3 separate regions of the Zea mays genome follow, and all the other regions are linked to region 1. Evidence: chromatin contacts called from public Hi-C data. All regions are on one chromosome and are shown on one strand. The core of a region is the stretch at or near the end of the contact, and the rest is flanking DNA. Distances in the headings are between cores, read along the strand shown. Region 1 holds the start of LOC100272790. Region 2 holds the start of LOC100273665 (putative calcium-binding protein CML48). Region 3 holds the start of LOC100192963 (ribosomal protein).

Region 1 (3,760 bases), core at 354-2,853:
AGGTTGTTGTTGCATGATGCATAACGTGGGTGCAGTTGGACCATGGCCATTATGTTTAGAGGCAGGAACCAGGAAGCATGCATGCGTATAGCAAGTCAGATTTTGAATGAAATTATCATCCAATTTACACGCACCAACCAACCAGCTGCCAGCTAGCCGCATATATATGGCTCATTCAATTAATATTCTTGATTGGTAGACCACGGCCGGCCCGTTTAGGACTTGTTCCGTTAGGGTAGATTAAGGCTTGTTCGGTAAAGGTTGGATTGATGAGAAATAATTCACTCCTAACCGAATAAGTTCTAAGAGGATTAGTGGGATTAAGGGCATATGCCACAGTTTATCTAAGGTTAGTCGTTTGAATTGAAGAACTAACGTTAGACAAAAAAGTTAGCTAAGCATGGTAAGTTAGACAGCGAACTAAACAGACTTTAAATCCCCTCCCATACAAATTTGTATAGAAAAGGGAATTAAATTCTCCTAGATCCACCTAAAACCGAACAAAGCCTCCGTCGGTTCGAACATATATACCCCTGTCCCTTTTCAGCTAGCTAGCGATCGGACAGCCGCATATGACCCCACGCGGACACGCAGTGAGAGAGACGTGCAGATCCAGCCATGCATGCATGCATATATTGGAGCAGTCAAAGCAGTGAGATGAGAATGAGATGAGAGTAGGTGTGGCGGCGCCATGAATGAGATGAATAAGGTACGGTTGCAATTACTGCCGCCTTGGGCCGGTCGATCGATCGATCGATCGGTCTCGGTCCTCCCCCGCGCGCGGCACGGGCCGGCCGATACATAAAAACACACAAAAGACTTGACCGTGCCTGTGCCTTCTTGCCTAGCTGGCTAGCTCTATCATCCATCTGGACCATGCATGCATATGCACGTACTGTCAGTGAGCTGATGATGACACAACGACCCAACTAAATAGCCGACTTCAGTAGGGACCCTAATTAACTAGCTATATACACCTTCTTAATTGTTACCACTACTACGTACTACGATTAGTATTCATATGTGGTTGTCTCCGGCCGTACGTACGTACCTCTTGTTGGACGCGCTGCTTCGCTGATGGCTCGTCGACCGCGCGTACAAGCAGGTAAATCTTGCGCACGTCAGGCTGCACCCGCAGTATCTTCTCCACAAGGACTGCATCATCATATCCATATGCATATATATCATTCCAACGACGACAAACTAAATCGTCAGTACTTCTACCTAGCTTTTCTAATAGTACCATTCAACACAAGCCCAAAAAAAGGCTATATGAGCACACACTTAATTTGCAAAGAACGAAGGTGCACACACACACACTTGTATTAGCTAGCTAGCTAGCTAGCAGGTTTATATATATAGAAACTGCATGCATTTGTACTTACTCTTTCCAAGAAACCCTGTTGAGCCGGTGACGAGGATGCACTTGCCCTTGAAGTACTCTACGATCCTCGCCGCGTCCATCATCATCGCCGCCGATATCGTCTTGGCCTAGCTAGGATCGGTCTCAAGCTATAGAGCGAACGAACCGGCCGGCGGGGCAGCCGCCTCGCGCTCGACGATCCTGCAGGCTAGTGTGTTGGGCGCGCGCGTGTGAGAATTGTATGGCGTGTAACAGAGAGAAGGCGGGGCTATTATAAATAGAAGATGGCGAGATGCATGGAGGGCAGACAACCACCACCAAACAAGATAACAAATAAAATAGAATTGGTCTCGTCAGCACAAATATCTATACGCGTACGCGGAGGAGGAGGCAGCCAGAGCAGGAAGCTAGGAAATGTACGGCACGATGCGGTGTTGGTGTGCGGTCGCTGCAAACTTTAAAACGTTCCAGGACCGTGTCTCTATAAAGATGTATTCGGATCCCATACGTACGAAAACGAATTTGATGTCACTATTTATCATATTTTGATTTAGAACATAGCATTTTTTCTCGATAGATTTATAGTTGGTAAAAATCATATTACAATCAAAACCATGAACATCATACATAGATACCTTATGGGCATATTCAATAATATATATACATATATATTCTTTAACAATAAATTCATATGCCTTCCTTATAAATTAAAGGTTGAAAAATCGTCTTAAACTTTTGTGTCACACTTTTATCAAGATATATATTAAGGGCACCGCAGGAGCACGCCATATATGTACCCCAATCATAGAGTTGTACACTACTCAACATACCACCGTAAACAGTAGACACACATCACTACACCTTTAAATCGGGAGTTTTTTTTTGTGCACCTCCTCCCAACGCCCACGCGTCGAGGAAAATGCTAAGGTTTGAACCTCAGCCATCGAGAACAAACCAACTGCCCTCTACTACTGTTGTGCACATTTTCTAGGAGTATACTAGCAAATAGCTGCTAGTGATCGATGATTGCCCAAACACAGATCATGTGACCAACACAACCCTTCCAATCAATGTGTGTTTTTCAGTACGTAGATGTCGTAGTGCAGATCAACTCGTTAAGAAGTAACATGATCACAACCTAAAAAATCGATTGCCCAAACTTGTGCAAACTCTTCAGCGAATCGAGGTTTCATATTTTCTCTCTCTCCAACGTCATTGTCATACCGGCGTCAAGGATAGAGGAGCCTCCCTTATCTAAAACCCTAACTCGTTGTAGATTGGTTGTCTCTCCCGCATTTCGGTGAGAACGTCCTCTCTATTATATATAAGGATTAGGCTAAGGATAACCACACGCAAAAAAGTTAGGAAACTAACTCGGTTACAATCTCTATGATTTGATGGATTTAGTTCCAAACTTGTCATGCAAGTCAAAGCTGAATTATTGTAGAAAATTGTAACAGATAGAAAGGAAATTATCATAAGTCGCAAGTCATACAAAAAACAATGAAACACTCTCATGTGGTTTTAGCTTCCTCCCTCTCATGCTTCCCTTCAAGGAACGACAAGAGACATGCTATTTCTTTTGGCTTCATCCCACTTCCACTTTCACGTGGGAGTAAAAATCCACTACTTGTACTCCCACTATTCATGAGTGGCCCTTTGAGATTTATTCTAGAATTTGATTGTTAAGTAAAATGGGCCAAGCCCAATAAACTCCACGAATCCCCCACCAGATCTTGAAGGCACAACATAATTGACTTTCCAAATATCCTTAAGGCCCCGTTTGTTTCATTGGAATCGAATTTAATTCTAATAATTATAATTTTGACACAAACTAATTAAGTTAATATATTTATATATATGTAATATATTTGTATATTATCTTAAATCATATGAGAGAGATAGTTATACACTACACTTATGCTATAAAGAAGTAAGTATAAAAGTATGTTATAAGTTGTACATCAGAAAAGTAGCATGTATATCTATAGAATCAATTTCCATCTCTCACCCCATGAATTTGAGATAGGCTTATATATAAACTTTGGAAAGTTGTGGAATCTCACATTCTAAAAAATAGCCTACTCTATTAGTTAGATTCCAATTCCTCAAAATGAAGGGAAATAAACATGGCCTAAATGTTGTTTATACACATGTTTTATGGTGTTGTTAAGTTTAACATCTACATAAACTCAAAAGTTACACTAGGTCACAACTACTCAATAAATTATGCCTTGAATTGACAATTTTGCATAAACAAGTTTCACTCAAGAATATGACTAATTATTGATGCCCTTTAGGCTACCTCCTCGAGTAAATCTTTTAAGTCATACTCTTATGTTTGTTTCATGAACTTAAAGAATTCCCACAACTCGCAGACCATGACCAACGATTAGC
Region 2 (3,760 bases), core at 316-2,815, 830 kb after region 1:
AGTGGCACAACAAGACTGTAGCAATTGAGCAGTCTTTTTATAACTATAAGTAAACTGAGAAACCCTGCAATCACTCACCCGCCATTGCCCAAGGCAATCCCAGAGGGATACGAACTGTGTTGGCCCTGCAACGTGGAAGCATCATCAAGTCAGCAGCTTGTGTATACCAACCATTCTGACAAGGGAAATGTTATAGCCGCTTTGAAGAAAATAAATAAATAAAATGCAACAGAGGTCCCGAATAAAGGGATGAGATGAATGCTACTTTTCAGAATCTTTTACCTTAACAGAAAGAACAATTCCGCTAAATTAGAAAGGATGGCGTGCAGCGCCAACTGCTGCTTATGAGCACATATTCTAAGTTACGCATATTCTAAATTAGCATCACTGAGCATTCATATTATCTGAAGGAGCAGCAGCAACTAGCACCGTGCGATTCCAGGTTTGAGCACATATTCTAAGTTGCAGTATGAAGAGAACGATTAGAAATGAAACAAATTCAACTATCACTGTGCAACCAGAAGAATGATGGGTGGCAGGCATGCATCATTGCGAACCTGAACCTCTATATCAATTAATATTATGGTAGCGGCATCAAATTTTGCAGAGGCCGAATTATCGGGAATCCTCGATGCAACGTGCAAGAAGAGAAGGGGAGATCGATTCGAGGAGGCAGGGGGGGAGGGGGTTAGTTACCCATCCGTGACGGCGTGGAGGAGGAGGGGTCGTTGAAGAGGAACATGAGGAGGCGAACGGTGCGGACGCTGAAGCGGTGGTAGGCGGAGGAGAGCGCTCCCTGCAGCTCGCGCTCGTCGATGGCGCCGCTGCAGTCGCGGTCGGCGGCCCGGAAGGCGCGCTCGACGTCCGGGTGCGTCCCCGGCGGGAACGCGACGGGGACGAAGCCGTAGCCGGAGCCAGCGGGACCGAATCCGCCCGCCGCCTGCGAGGGCGGCGGAGGGTAGGCGGGCGGGTACCCGGCGTACGCGCCGTATGAGGAGGAGGAGGGCGGGGCGGCGGATGTAGCGGTGGGCATGTGCGGTGCCGGCGGGGCCGAGGGCGCTGGCCCTTGGCCGTACCCGCCGCCGTAGCTGTAGCTGTGGCCGTAGCGGTTGTAGTCGGACATGGTATGGGGCGGGACCGCGGGAGAGTAGAGGCGAGGCGAGGTGGCCTGGCTACTTCCTCCCTCCGTGTCGTGCTGGCCTGTCGTCGTGAGCAGGTGGGTGGGATGGGACGGGTGCCGAGCAACAGAAACGGGCCCTGCACCCTGCTGTTAAACAAAATGATCTACTGGTTCAGGAACGGAGGAATTCAGGAGCAGATGCTGCGCAAGTGCGCATGCGGTGTGACGAGTATCTATCTATCTATCCATACACTTTTTTCCATCTTATGCGTGTTGGCGCGATCTGTTTTCTTCTCCGTGTCGTCCGTCCTAGCTAGTTGAGTTGGCCATGCCGATCTCATGCACTGCACGCGTCATGGAAGCGACGTGAAGTTTCTGATCAAAACTCTCCGAGATTTGGAGAAGAACCGCGAGATGAGAAAGGGGGGAGAGGGGAAGGAAACACCCGTGACGACGACGCGTGCATGTTGTGAGCAGTCGTGCGGGCGTGAGCAACTTGGCTAAGGAACCGTCTGTCCGTACCCAACTTCGCCATCTTCCACCACGCCGCGTCGAAGCGAGCGTACGCGCTACGCGACTGCGGACAAACAAACGAGTGCGCCACCGTCGTCGTCGTCGTCAGGCTCCCACCAGCAGCCGCGGCTCTGGCTTTCCCGCGGCCGCCGATGCCCTATCACTCCACACGTTTGACTATACAAGTCGGCTGCCTTTTCACCATTTTCTACATATATGCTCAAGTAGATAGATCCGATCAAACGCTAAGGTCTGGTCTGGTTATGCGAGTCGGATCATGTTGGATTATTCGTCAGTTTTTTTTTCTTCTTTTTTTGAGTTAAGTGCCGTTTGGATGTGTTTGTTTTGGAGGAACTGAAATTTACTCCCTCCGATCGTTTTGTATTTTTAATAGATTTATACAATAATTGATGTATGTGTTTTATATATATTTAGATTTATAATCACCCATTTAAATATACACATAAAAAAGTAAGAGCCGAACGAAGGGAGTACTTAGTAATCTATTTGGCTTAGAATTTAACATTTCAATATTTTCCAAAGCTTAGATATAATAGTATTGTCTATAGTGTAAATTCTCTATTTTACATGATCTGCTGCGAATATCTTAAAGGTGTTAGCTCGTTGTTGGGGCCAATCACTCAACGAACTCTAGGGTCGACGCACAACACGTCCATGATGAGTGGTCGGACCGTATGTGACTGCAAAGAGGTCTTCGGTCTTCCGTGCAGGCGTGTGGACCGTCCGCGTGTGAGCGGCGGACCCTCCGTGAGGCGCGCAGAGCGCTTTGTAAATCTTCTGTAAAACCTATATCTCACCTCCCGTGGGGGACACTATCGGAGAGGAAGCATATTTGGGTTGTCTTTGGATCGACATGCTACCTAAGACGTCTCGAGACGATGTTGAGCCGAAGAGAGGTAAAGATTGAGGTTAGACAACTATAACTAGAGCTAAATTACTCCTACTTCTAATGCATAAGGTAGATTTGGGTTGATAGATCGATTGTTGTGTATTTCAATCGGTCGTACCCCTTCATGTATAGTAGGGGAGGAGGTCTAGACCAATTCCTAGATGATTTCCAATAGTTATCGCGAGATTTGCTAGGATAATCACGCAAGGGATAAGGGTTTCAGGCTGAATTAATTTATTCACAGACCGTTCGTGCTAATTCCAAAGTTCTAAGGCGTGGACCGTCTGGGCCACACGGCCAGACCGTCCGCCGTTCAAGTTCCAAATATAGTGCTCAACACATGCCCTCTGCCTTTTGGTGGAGCTAAGTGAGCCAAAAGCATCTGGTACAAGTTTTAATAAACTCGATGTGAGAACATCAGCCTTCTAAGGGTCTGTTTGGTTGGGTTGTGGCTGTGAAAAAAGTTGTTGTGGGCTGTGAGCTGTGGAAAAAACTGCTATAGGCTGTAAGCTGTTAAAAAGCTAAAAACCGTTTGGTGGAAACCACTAAAAGTCGTTAAAAATTATTCGATATATGTTTTCATAGTTCCATCCGAAAAGCTACTAAAAGCAGGTCTAGGGGTGTTTTCAGATTTGCACTACGAGAAAGTCGGCTTTTAGAAAAAGCTGCTTCCTAAATCCAGCCCTTTGGTTAGCTTTTGGCTTTTAGAGGGGCAAAAGCCAAAGCCAAAAGTCAAACCAAACACACCCTAAGCATCTTGACATACAATGGTATGATGTTGTTTTAGAAAATAGACATCTAATGCTTTAGGTAACTTCTCGCCTTGCAATGTTTCTAGTATGTATGCATTACCCGTGTAACTCGGTAAGGCACTTCCCAGCTTGGGGACCATTTGCCTAACTTTTAGTCCCTACTGCTCATTGGCAAGATTGCCTTCTAGACCAGATATCCGACATGGAATGACTTAGCCTTTACCTGTTTATTATAGACTTTGGCAACTATAAATTTGTATTTATCAATATTTCTTTAAGCTATTATTCTATTGTCAGTCACCTCATCAATATTATCTATCATTAAATCATGACAGTCACCGACAGATAGATTATAAAAGGAAGGACCAGGGCCCTCTTACAGGGGGTTGGCCGCGCGGGGAAGAGGACGGGACTGGCGCTCGCGTGAGGCCGCTCGCTCCCTCTCCCGCGTGGACGCTTGTAACC
Region 3 (3,760 bases), core at 359-2,858, 520 kb after region 1:
TGTGACTTATATGCTTCTAAACAGCGGGAATACCCTTCTGCAGCCTAGTATCAGCAAAGGATTTGAGTGAATCTTATTTCGCACAAAACTGTCAATTCAAGGCATAGTCCATTGTTCAGTTGTGAATAAGTGAAACTCTTATTCTAGATGGATGTTCAACTTAACAGTCTCCATCGAAACACTGGTATATCAAAGGATTGTGATTCTGATACTTCATCATTACAAACCCTAGAGTTTGGTGGGGATTGTTGGATCTTTTATGGACTTGGCCCATTTATTGAATAAACTCTATGGTGTGTAATGGTGGAGAATACCAATAGTACCACATTGGAAGTCCAAGGGTCTTTTGCCTTGACTTATATGGTGGGATTTATTCCACTTAACTTGAGAAGTCAAGAAATGGACAAGGGCGTGCCACACGCGCGCGCGCGCCGCCGCCGCCGCCGGCCGGGCCGGGCCGGGCGTGGCGTGGCGAGGCGAGGCGAGGCAGGCAGGCAGGCGAGCGGGCGTGGTGTGGTTGTGTTAATTTTTAGCACTCACTAACCGCGTCAGCCGAGTGACCCTGTCTCTTCGTCAGCCAGCCGAGTGACCCTTCTCCTTCAGCTGCCGACTTATGGCGTGACTCGGCGAGAGCTGGCCGACTCATGGCATAACTCGGCTAGAGCTGGCCGACTCTTGGCGTGACTCGACGACCTTTCTCCTTCAGCTTCCCTCTGCGAGAGGTTAAATAGAGGAGCACCCCTGTCACTCGGTACACGCGAGAAAACACTTTCAGAACACAGTCCAGCAGCCGAGTGAGGGTATTTCCATCTCGTGACTCTGCGCGCACAGAGAAGCGAGAGGGCAGGTGCCTCCGGAGCCCTTGCCGTTCGAGACCTTGCACGAGGGATCGACAATTAGGTTTTTGGGGAGCGTCTACGCGACTGCCCAAAGTCTTCTTCCTGCTGACATGACAAGTGAAGTTGGACAAGGATCTAGATCCTCGGAGCGCATGACTGGGTATGATCAATTCATCTCCTTACTGTTTTTCATTCTGCAAATTATATATGTTCATACCTGCTGCTTTATTTATAGCCATAAATTTATCCAATCTGTTTTGTCGTATTATATCATGACGTGTCTGATGCCTGATCATACTAGTAATATGATAAATCTGTTTGTCTTAATTTTACAGTCATGCTGTTTATGTTGCTATCTGTTTAATTTCAGTTGTTCCATAATAATACATGTTCCATGTTTATTTGCTTATTATATTTATATGATTCATATGTTTCATGTTCTCTTGATCCATATTGTTATGGATATATTTGAGATAATGATTTCTATGATTAAACATATTTTATATGTCATCATCATAATGTTAATTTATGGAATTAAAATAATACGGAAAATGCCTATATTTCTAACAGTAAATACGGAAACAGTCAGATTAAATATAGAAAACGGTATGGGTCGGGACGGAATTACCCTAACCAACATACATCCGGAAGAGGCCCCATGGCCCATAACGTTTCTTCCCGCATCCGACGGTTCCAAGCTTAGCACGCGTCATCCATCGGGAGCTCGGTCTAGGGTTTTGCTTCGAGACCGCTCCCACCGCTCATATAAGCTCATATAACAACATCCGTCGCCGCCGTTTCCATCCCATTTTCTCTCCTCTCTCCGTCGCCGCCTCGGGCCAAACCCTACGCAGGTACGCTTCCGCCGCCGTGTCCTCCTCTTTTGCTGACGGCTCGATTTGCGAAATCACATGTTTTGGTGCCCTATCTGGTCTCCATTTCACCGTGTCATATTTCTGTTCCTTCTACAGGGAGTTGATTGATCGATTGCAGCCATGAGGTACTCTCTCTCTGGTCGCTTCTACTGTGTCGTGCATCTGTTTTTTTGCGCTAGAAATGCCTGTTTCGTGTAGTTATCTGGTCGATTGCCATGATAAGATTTAGTCCTACAGGGGATATTTTCAGTTGAATCATGCCTTTAGGATGATGAAAAATCTCGGAGCCCTTTCATGCTTTGATTTGTTTATGATTGATTTAGCTGTTGCCTATCCAATATAGGCCTGCTAACGGGGCGTTGTTTAACGTTTTTTTTTGTGACGGGTTCTAATATATGCTGTGCGTAAATGGATGGAACTTGTTTTACTATGTCTTGGATCGGGATGGGTTGGGTTTACAAGAAACGCGTGTGAGGCGGGTCGGCGCATGCAGTCAGTTAGGAGCCCCTACTGTCGCAGGGCAGCTAGGGACAGCGTCCAGGTCGCAGCTACGCTGAGCGGTGGCGAGGCTGAGCTGCGTGTCATTACTGTTGCGGCACCAGCTCCTCATGGAGCTTATTGTGGGTAGGGCTCTGCGGGAGGGCCACCACATAGGAAAGGAGGGGTGGCGGGAGTAGGCGGTGCTGGTGCCAGAGAGAATGTGCTTGTCAGCAGTGGCGAAGGGCACGGGGAGGGTGGCAATGCCCCCCCAATGCTCCCCTGATTACGTTGGATCCATTAATTTTCTCAGCTAACCCCCATGTAGATAATGCTAAATACCCTCCTAGCAGCCCCCAATCTCAAATTTTGGCTTTGCCCCCCTGCTTGTCAGTGGTCTCTTCCCCCGCTGTGCGGCCAGCCTTTCAATCTGCCATTGCTGGCAGCTTGCATAGAAGGCAGGGAACACTGCTGCTGAGACCTCGTCCTGCGCACTATTGCTCTTTGCACTGGTTCTGTTTTCCTAGATCCATCTGGGCATCTGGCTGCATTTTGTTGTTTTACTATTTTTCATGGAATAGTGATGGGTTTGGAAAGTGAGGTGTGACTGTGTGATAATCACATGGTTTCCACAACAGCTCTTGTGCTCTTTCCTACAACAAGAGAAATGCAGAATTTAATGCTGGCTGGTTATGATAATGGCATGCCAGTTTGGCTTTTCTGTGACATTTTCTCTTGTTTTCTGAAAACATTTTTTGAACAATCTTTGAGACTCAAAATTTGTATCCTACCATCTTCAATTTCGGCTGTGTTACCATTAGACGGATCTTGGATGCGTTGCTCAGAAATTTCTATTTGTGTTATCTGGATTACTTTTATCCATGATTTATGACAGCTTGGGGATGGACCATTAAACAACCTGACATCATCAGTTAGCATGCTCTACGGTTTAAAATGGGCTGGCTTGGGTGTGTGTGTTACAGAGCATGTTGGGGTGGGTGCTTGATTTAGATTTTTGGATAGGTTTGGGCTACAACAGCTGACTGATTGGCTATGGGTTGGGGTGGATTAGACCCCCATTAGCAGGCTTATTCCAATCTGATTCTTTGGGAGCGGGGTCCAACTGTTAGTTCATTCTCATAATGAAAATGGATGTGAGATAGATTCAGGTTCTTGTCTCGACACATGAGATGGATTCACGTAGCTTGCTTATTATTATTGATTATTCTACTGTTTTTGCCTTCTGCAATTCTTCCTATTGGCAGGAGTATTTGGAATTCTAGAGTATTGTTCCCATCCAGATAGATTATCTCTGCCTAATAAATTATGCCCATTGATTATTGCAGTAAGTTGCATTCCGAGCTTCTCAAGGATTGCATCTCCCAGATAGTTCAGGATGCCAAGAAGAATAGGAAGTTCACTGAGACTGTTGAGCTTCAGATTAGTCTGAAGAATTATGATCCACAAAAGGACAAGCGTTTCAGTGGCTCTGTTAAGTTGCCTCACATCCCTCGTCCAAAGATGAAGGTGTGCATGCTTGGTGATGCCCAGCACGTTGAGGAGGTAAAC

Evidence for each region. A called contact is a pair of places that touch in the nucleus more often than the background predicts.
Region 2: a contact with region 1 is called in a Hi-C map of ear, with 2.1 times the contacts expected there. The contact joins the promoter of LOC100273665 here to the promoter of LOC100272790 in region 1. A contact is called at or near these places in 3 of 25 Hi-C or Micro-C datasets (bundle sheath, ear and endosperm).
Region 3: a contact with region 1 is called in a Hi-C map of tassel, with 4 times the contacts expected there. The contact joins the promoter of LOC100192963 here to the promoter of LOC100272790 in region 1. A contact is called at or near these places in 2 of 25 Hi-C or Micro-C datasets (ear and tassel).

Annotation. Positions count from the first base shown.
Region 1 is chr4:55,390,484-55,394,243 of Zm-B73-REFERENCE-NAM-5.0, reverse strand. LOC100272790 reads right to left here and starts at 1,603. Exons shown (of 5, transcript NM_001147243.1): 1 at 1,386-1,603; 2 at 1,052-1,155.
Region 2 is chr4:54,563,450-54,567,209 of Zm-B73-REFERENCE-NAM-5.0, reverse strand. It overlaps LOC100273665 (putative calcium-binding protein CML48), which reads right to left and starts at 1,565. Exons shown (of 5, transcript NM_001148078.2): 1 at 697-1,565; 2 at 79-125. The coding sequence starts at 1,123.
Region 3 is chr4:54,868,017-54,871,776 of Zm-B73-REFERENCE-NAM-5.0, reverse strand. It overlaps LOC100192963 (ribosomal protein), which reads left to right and starts at 1,608. Exons shown (of 6, transcript NM_001138139.2): 1 at 1,608-1,693; 2 at 1,811-1,839; 3 at 3,538-3,754. The coding sequence starts at 1,835.